Linked DNA regions of Sus scrofa: region 2 is linked to region 1. The links are chromatin contacts, called in public Hi-C maps. All regions are on one chromosome and are shown on one strand. Each heading gives the region's core, a stretch centred on a gene start, on an enhancer-like site or on the middle of the called end of the contact. The rest is flanking DNA. Distances are from core to core; before and after follow the strand shown.

The links. A called contact is a pair of places that touch in the nucleus more often than the background predicts.
Region 2: a Hi-C map of embryonic fibroblasts shows a contact between it and region 1, with 4 times the contacts expected there. The contact joins two enhancer-like sites. A contact is called at or near these places in 4 of 47 Hi-C or Micro-C datasets (embryonic fibroblasts, epiblast stem cells and fibroblasts).

The regions. Positions count from the first base shown.
Region 1 is chr15:60,127,214-60,130,990 of Sscrofa11.1, reverse strand. The region is part of intron 1 of FMNL2 (formin-like protein 2); the gene reads right to left. Among named protein-coding and RNA genes, the nearest start is that of FMNL2, 75 kb to the right of the region's middle. Within about 2 kb of position 1,785, at least 22 of the 83 cell types and tissues checked have an H3K27ac peak or open chromatin away from gene starts, as enhancers often do. A contact at or near this core is called in embryonic fibroblasts, where this site is marked.
Region 2 is chr15:60,361,154-60,364,706 of Sscrofa11.1, reverse strand. FMNL2 (formin-like protein 2) reads right to left here. Exons shown (of 28, transcript XM_005671848.3): 17 at 1,014-1,138; 18 at 188-390. Among named protein-coding and RNA genes, the nearest start is that of PRPF40A, 76 kb to the left of the region's middle. Within about 2 kb of position 1,801, at least 3 of the 83 cell types and tissues checked have an H3K27ac peak or open chromatin away from gene starts, as enhancers often do. A contact at or near this core is called in embryonic fibroblasts, where this site is marked.

The DNA of each region.
Region 1 (3,777 bases), core at 536-3,035:
GTCGATCTTTTGGTTTTCTGTCTGTGCCTTATTTAGCTTATGAAAACAATACACAAGGACAGCCTTCACAGGGCTCCCAATGCCACCTGCCACAGACAATACAAAAGAGCAAGAACCAGTCCCATTTATGTAGGTTAGACAAAGAAGAAAGAATTTAATGAGTGTTAAGGGGTTTTTTGTTTTTTTTTGTTTTGTTTTGTTTTCGCCAAGCCTGTAGCATGTGTAAGTTTTCGGGCCAGGGTTCGAACCCACAGCAGTGACCCAAGCCACAGCAATGCTGGATCCTTAACCAGGGATCTAGCCACCAGGGAACTCCTAGTGAGTGGTAACACGGTAAAGGAAATGGAAGTTTGCAGTTAGCATTCATACTGATAAACAATCACTGGGTATAAAGTTTTAGAAAGGAGATGAACCCTCCAAGAAACTAGAAAACCAGCATCTGACTCCAAATGACACCTGGGATGCTCTTATGATCTCAGCTGTGGGGTCGCTATAATGGGTCACTTCCTCTGACCACAAAAGCTACACTTTAGGGCCAACACATACCCTGCTCCCTAAAATGTCCACTGGGGAATTAGCTATAAGCTTAATTGAAAGCTCAAAGTCCAAAGGGTTATCTCATGACATCAACAGGGTACCACCACGTGCTCAGCACACCAGGAACTTGGTCACACAGGAATCATTTAAGTAAAAGGCTGTTAGGAGTAACAGGAACTGGCTGAGATTCAATGTGAGTAGATGGAGGGGGAACTAGAGGTAGGGGCCACGCCAGGCCCCAGTGCATGAACTAAGTCATAATCCTACCCAAGTAAGGGAGAAAAACAGCTGGCTGGCCCTTGCCTTAGCTCAAAGTAGGTTAAGCATAAAGAGAGCTTCTCAGGAGAGGGAAGGAGCAGATTTAAGACAACCTCATTATTCCTCTCTCCAGAAGAATGCTGTCAATGAAATGAATGGACATTATGAGCAAAGGTAGGCTATGGGCAGATTCCTAAGGGAAGGGTGCATTTCTTGTCCCAAGCAAACATCTACCCCTCTTACAACCCTCTTCTTCCCATCGGTGCTATCTACAATACTCACCCTTTACTGATGCACATAACCAAAGACACAACCAAGTATGTCTACTATTTATTCAGGCTCTTATTAGGGAACACAGTGTGACATTTCCTTCCCAGAATTTCCCTCTTTCTCAACACTTATCAAAAGCTTCCCTGCCTGGAGTTCCCACTGTGGTGCAGTGGAAACAAATCTGACTACTCACTCTGAGGACCCAGGTTCGATCCCTGGCCTCACTCAGTGGGTTAAGGATCTGGCGTTGCCATGAGCTGTGGTGTAGGTCAGAGACGTGTCTTGGATCCCGTGCTACTGTGGCGTACGTCTGCCATCTACAGCTCCAATTCGACCCCTAGCCTGGGAACCTCCATATGCCACAGGTGTGGCCCTAAAAAGCCAGAAAAAAAAAAACAAAAACAACAACCCACACTTCCCTACCTATGCTAATGCTCTCTGGATGGCATATTTGGTGACTATCCCTTAGGAAAGGAACTGCAAACTAAATGAAGGCTTCAAATTTGTTTCCTAATGTTCCTATGAAAGATGTGGGGGGCGGGGCGGGGGGGGTGATGAGAAGGGAGGGAAAGAGAGAGTGTTGCTCTAAGTGATCCAGAGACCATGGGAGGGGCAGAGGAGAGGGTGTGTGCATGTGGCTGGCTCCTCTCTAACTAGAAGTAATTAAGAGCTACCAGTACGTTGGGTGATTGTGTAGCAAGCAGGTGGAGGAAATAGTTTTGGACAAAGGGCGTAAGTACATCTCTAGGCAGCCGGCCAGCTGCCCACGAGGCCACACTGCTCACAGCATTAGTATTCTCTTCTAAGGAGAGGCTTATTTTAACCAAGGAAATGCCTCATTGGGAAAGATTCACTTTTTCACCCAGAAAAACAAAACAAGAAGCTTGCATAAAGGGAATAAAAATATTTGATGACTCACAGTGAATTCAGAGAGCCTCGCATGGATAGACATGGGGGGAGGAGGGTAGTCAACCAGGCTTGGGCCCTTGACAGATGCCTGTTGAAGTCACACAACACCAAAGTCAAGATTCAGCCAGCATCCTTCCTGAGTCAGTGAGAAATCTCATCAGCTACACTGTTCAGTCAGGCCCGAGAATCCTGGGACCTTAGCACAAAGGCTTTCAGAATGTGACACCCACTCAGTGTGAAGGCCCACCAGGAGCTGACTCTCCTCGGGGTCCTGAAGGACCGATCTAGAGGCATTGCAATAAAAGTCGTCCTCCCCAGGGAGGGTCTGTCAATCAGTGACTTTCACTGTCCTCCTATGATGAGATTCCCAGGAAAGCTCAATCAGAGGACAAGGTGACAATGTGATGTGTGAACCTGGGCTCCACTGGGAATGGGGCCCTGGTCTGCTGCTAGAATCAGCACCCATGCATGACAGGCACTGGCACAAAACCACAGTGCTCACAACCTGTGCTCCATGTTGGCAGCAGGTGCTTGGAGTGACAGCTGTTCTCTGAAAGCCGAAAGATCAAATTAACACTGACAAAAGGTTGTTGGTTGTTTTCTAGGAAGACGAGTCCATAAACATGGCTGAGACAAAGCCTTTGATTATTCTTCCTGCCCCCATCACTAGCACTATGATCTGACTTTCTCCCCCAAATTGTAATTTTATTTATTTTTTATGGCCACATCTGTGGCAGATGGAAAGTTCCCAGGCTAGGGGTCAAAACGGAGCTGAAGCTGAGGCCTGTGCTACAGTTCAGGATCTGAACCACATCTGTGACCTATACCACAGCTTTGGCAGCACCAGATCCTTAACCCACTGAGCAAGGCCAGGGATCAAGCCCACATCCTCACCAGGACTATGTCAGGCTCTTAATCCACTGAGCCACAAGAGGAACACCAAAAACTGTAATTTTAAAATCTTCTCATTTTGCCTCAAGTTCAGGAACCTGTCTGTTACTAAACATTGTGACTTCTGTCTCTGAAACATTTCTCTGGTTCAATTCTTTTTATTTTGATAACCATGCCTTCATCTACAGTTGCAGTACCATATAACGGTTTCAGATCCAAGCTCTATTCCTAAGGGTATAACCCCAGGCAAATAGTTTACTCCTCCAAGCTACCACCTGAAAATGGTCACTGTTAGAAGCAAATGGGGGAAAAGCATGTCAAGTGCTTGGCACATGCTAAGTCCTCAAAAATGCGTCAATATCAGTAAGTATCGTCATAAAGCAGGTCTTGATCTCCACTCCAATGAACCACAACCAACACATTTTCCGGCACCCAGAGTCACCACTTACAGCCTGGGTGATGCCATCTTCACTTATCACTCACCATCACATTCCAAATGAAAGAGGGAGCTCTTACCAGTCTGTAAAACTCTCCACTACCAATGCCTTTCCCATGACCTCCATCCACACCTCTCCTTAACTTCCTCCACAGGCAAGAAAACAGTCTCAGCTCTTGGTCTCTTTTTCAAACTTCTAGAAAGTGCTCTGAGAGCACTTTTAGTCCAGGGCAGGGGCTGTGATTTTCCTTCCTTTAGCTACCTCCTTACTTTAAAAAAAAAAAAAAAAAAAAAAAAAAAAAATTGCTATATGTAAAAATTAAAGAATAATTGATATTCTATCACCTTTATACGAAAGTTGGTTTCACCAACTGCAGCTTTCCTAATCCTCTATAGACAGTGAATTTTTTAGGCCTTGTACATGGCAACTGGATTTGGGCAAAAAAATAGCTAATCATTTAGAATAATATTTTGAT
Region 2 (3,553 bases), core at 552-3,051, 230 kb before region 1:
CAGGTATATATAAGAGAGCAGACAGAGATAATAAATGATGTCACGATGCAGTTGTTATTCTTCTAAAACAATTAATTACTCATTCTAATACAGCACCCCGAGGATCATTTCTGGTCCACCTCTTCAGCATTACCATTTTTATCCTAAATTTACAATGATACAACCTTCCAGAATGTCCTGAACTTACACATGAATTGCTTTACAGATCTCATCGGCGGTCTTTCCAGCTTTCCTCAAAGTTATGGCAAGATTCTTGGCCCTATTTGCTTCTAGTAACGTCACTTTGTTTGATCCCTTCTGTGTTATCTTCTGTTTGCTTGAAGAAAGATCAATGGCAGGACCTTGGGCTTTTGTCTTAAATATTTCCTCAAATTCATCTACATTTAAATCCTGGGGAAGGGAAAGGAATGAAACAGGCAAGTTAGACTATACTTGCAAAAGAAGTCAGGAAGCCATCCTTTAGATAGTTTCCTAGGCATCAGAGAAGTTACTTTCCCTACTAAGTACTTGTCTTCGGCTGTGGCTTACTCTATTTCCCTATTTGTGTAAGAGCTGTGTGACTCATGCCACATATAAACAGACAAAAATGCCTGAACCAGACAACTGATTCCACCCATCCAATTCAACTGCCTTTCAATTGCTGGCTTGTAGGGAAGGCCACCACAGACTAAAACTATCCATCTATCCAGTTAGAGGGTGTGATTCTTGAGTCCTTTTCCACTTATAGTTCAATACAGGGTTTTTTTTTTTAATTGTTTTAATAAATTAAGGGCATAGATTGCACCAGATGTGGTTTTTTTTTTTTTTTTTTGACAGTGAAGATATTCAAAACTATTCCATTTTTAACTTTTTAAACATAGAACCACCTTACAAAATAGCATCCAATTTTATTCTTTATATCAAGGCACTTAAAACACTAGCTTTTATTGCTGAGACTTTCGGGCTAACAGAGCGCCCATTCTGGCTTTGCTGCACAGGGAGAGACCCTTGTTTCTAACCAATGAGAAAGATACCTCCAGAATTCGCTCGTCATCAATTTCGTTGAAGACTGTGCCATTGATCTGATTTGGCTTCAGGGCAACCCAGTTAAAGACTGGCATTCTGAATTTCGTCTTGATTGGCTTCTTAATTTTCACAGCTACAGAGGTCAGAGAAAATGAAATTAAGATTCCACCAAGACCCTCAATTAACAGTCCTTGCAGATGACACTCTAACACTGGAGGAAGACATGGCCAGGTGTATGTAAACATGGAAAACATCACACAAGGCTTTGACCATAGCAACCTGAGGTCATCATTTGGTTGACTGATACAACAGTGTGTTAAAATTGCCTAAAAGCCAGGGGGGTTGCTTTTATTTATTCATTTATTTATTTTTTTTTTTAATTTTGTTTTTTTAGGGCTGCACCCACGGCATATGGAAGTTCCCAGGCTAGGGGTCTAATCAAAGCTATAGCTGCCAGCCTACACCACAGCCACAGCAATGCAGGATCTGAGCCATGTCTGTGACCCGCATCACAGCTCAAGGCAACACTGGATCCTTAGCCCACTGAGCGAGGCCAGGGATTGAATCCATGTCCTCATGGATTCTAGTTGGGTTCATTTCTGCTGAGTCACGACGGGAACTCCCTTTATTTATTTTTTTAATGTAGGCAACTGAACTGCAGAAATATAGTCAGTGTCAGGACAAAACTTAAGACAAGGGAGCAGAAATTATTTTCCATGTTATTAGCAGAGAGGGCAAATACTCTGTGACTCACTCTGATACTGGTGAACATGAGTGAGTTTTGATATTCTCAATTCCTGGTTCTAGAACACATATTTCCAAACAATTCTTAGAAGATGATCAGAGACTGAAAACAGTGTCTGCCTAAACCACCAGGAATGTAATGTCAAGAAAGCTAACTTTCAGCCAAAGTGATACATTCCTGTGGACGATTTCGATGATAGGGATTATACTGGCTGCTGACTTATTTAAATAGACTAAGAGCCACAAACGGCCCCAGTAGAAAATATTTAAGAAGATAAAAGGAGTACTCAGAAATCTGGGTTTGTATTGCTTTTCTGAGAAGGGCCACAGACCCCTCCCCTCTTTTTGAAGAGCAGCTTCGCCCCCAAGAGTCAGCCAGGTGTGACTAGAAGGTATTAATTAATGAACCCATTAGAAATACTGAAAACCTCTTACTAGGGAGGAAGGGCTCCATCTTTGAGGGGATGGAGTAGAGGAGCACCAGCTCCTCTTACTCTGGGAAAATGAGCTAAAAAGGGCAATCTATTAAAAGTTCCATTACTTAATGACACACCACAAAGAAGTCTTCCTAAACTAATCAGCTATAAACATTCTTTTTTTTTGGTCTTTTTAGGGCCACACCTGCAGCACATGGAAATTCCCAGGCTAGGAGTTAAATTGGAGCTGTAGCTGTTGGCCTACACCACAGCCACAGCAACAGGGGATCCTTAATCCACTGAGTGAGGCCAGGGATTGAACCCATGTCCTTAAGGATACCAGTCGGGTTCTTTATTGCTGAACCACGATGGGAACTCCAAATATTCACTTTCTGAAGTCCATCTCGGGATGGCCACATTATTTGGGAAGGGAGGGAGAAGAAATTCAGCACAGGACAAAATCCAAGTAGGACACCACTGGGCTTTTCCCTGGCTGCCTGCCGCACTGAAAAAAGGGGGCTGAGACAATGCCTCTCGTTCCTCCAGAGTTATGCAGGCCATATAAACAGCAGGAATGTCACCTGCCAAATCCACACAAAAGCATGCAGGAACACAGAAACACAGCTCTTGCCGAACCAGCCCTTCTACCACCAACTATGACACCTTGGTCCCCACAACCCAGGAGTGGCAGATTTCTTACCACACTCCATCTCTGTCTACACTGCCCAGGAAAACTGATGTCCTCAATGGGACAAAGGCTCTGACCGTCCTTTAGTCTGGCACTTCAGCGAAGTTAGGGGCACCTTCTTTTCCTAACCTGAGGTGACAGGTCAGCACCACTTGGCTCCAGTATCCCTCTGTAGACAACACAGGCCTCAGGACACCCTCTACGAGTCACTCCACCTGCAGTCACCCTACCCTCAACTCTCTGAGCAAGATTAGGAATAAGCCTGAGATGAGAACACAGGCAAGAACATTCTCTTTGGAAAGGCTGTGCTCACCCCGGGGAGCTGGGCGGGTTAGCGGGAGTGGGGGTCTACAGGCAACCATGATACATGCCATGTTCCCAGTGTCCAGGTGACAGGAAGTGGCTCTATGTGGGTGGCTGGGTGGGTGTTCGGTGGGGAGGGCTGGGCACCACTGGGAGGGGCCTAGAAAGGCCGCTCCCAGGAGTTTCCCTTGTTCCAGAAAGGAGCTCTTCTTTCTTGTTCAGAATAAATCTAAAATCCTTCTAGATTTGAGGCCTTAGATCCAACTATCAAAATTAAACTAAAAGAAAAAATATTCCTTTGCTCAGGGACAAAGGAGCACATCACATGCAGAATGTCTGCTTAAAGGGCCATGATCTCTTCTACAGGTTCAACTACAACCAGTGTGTGGGCAACCCT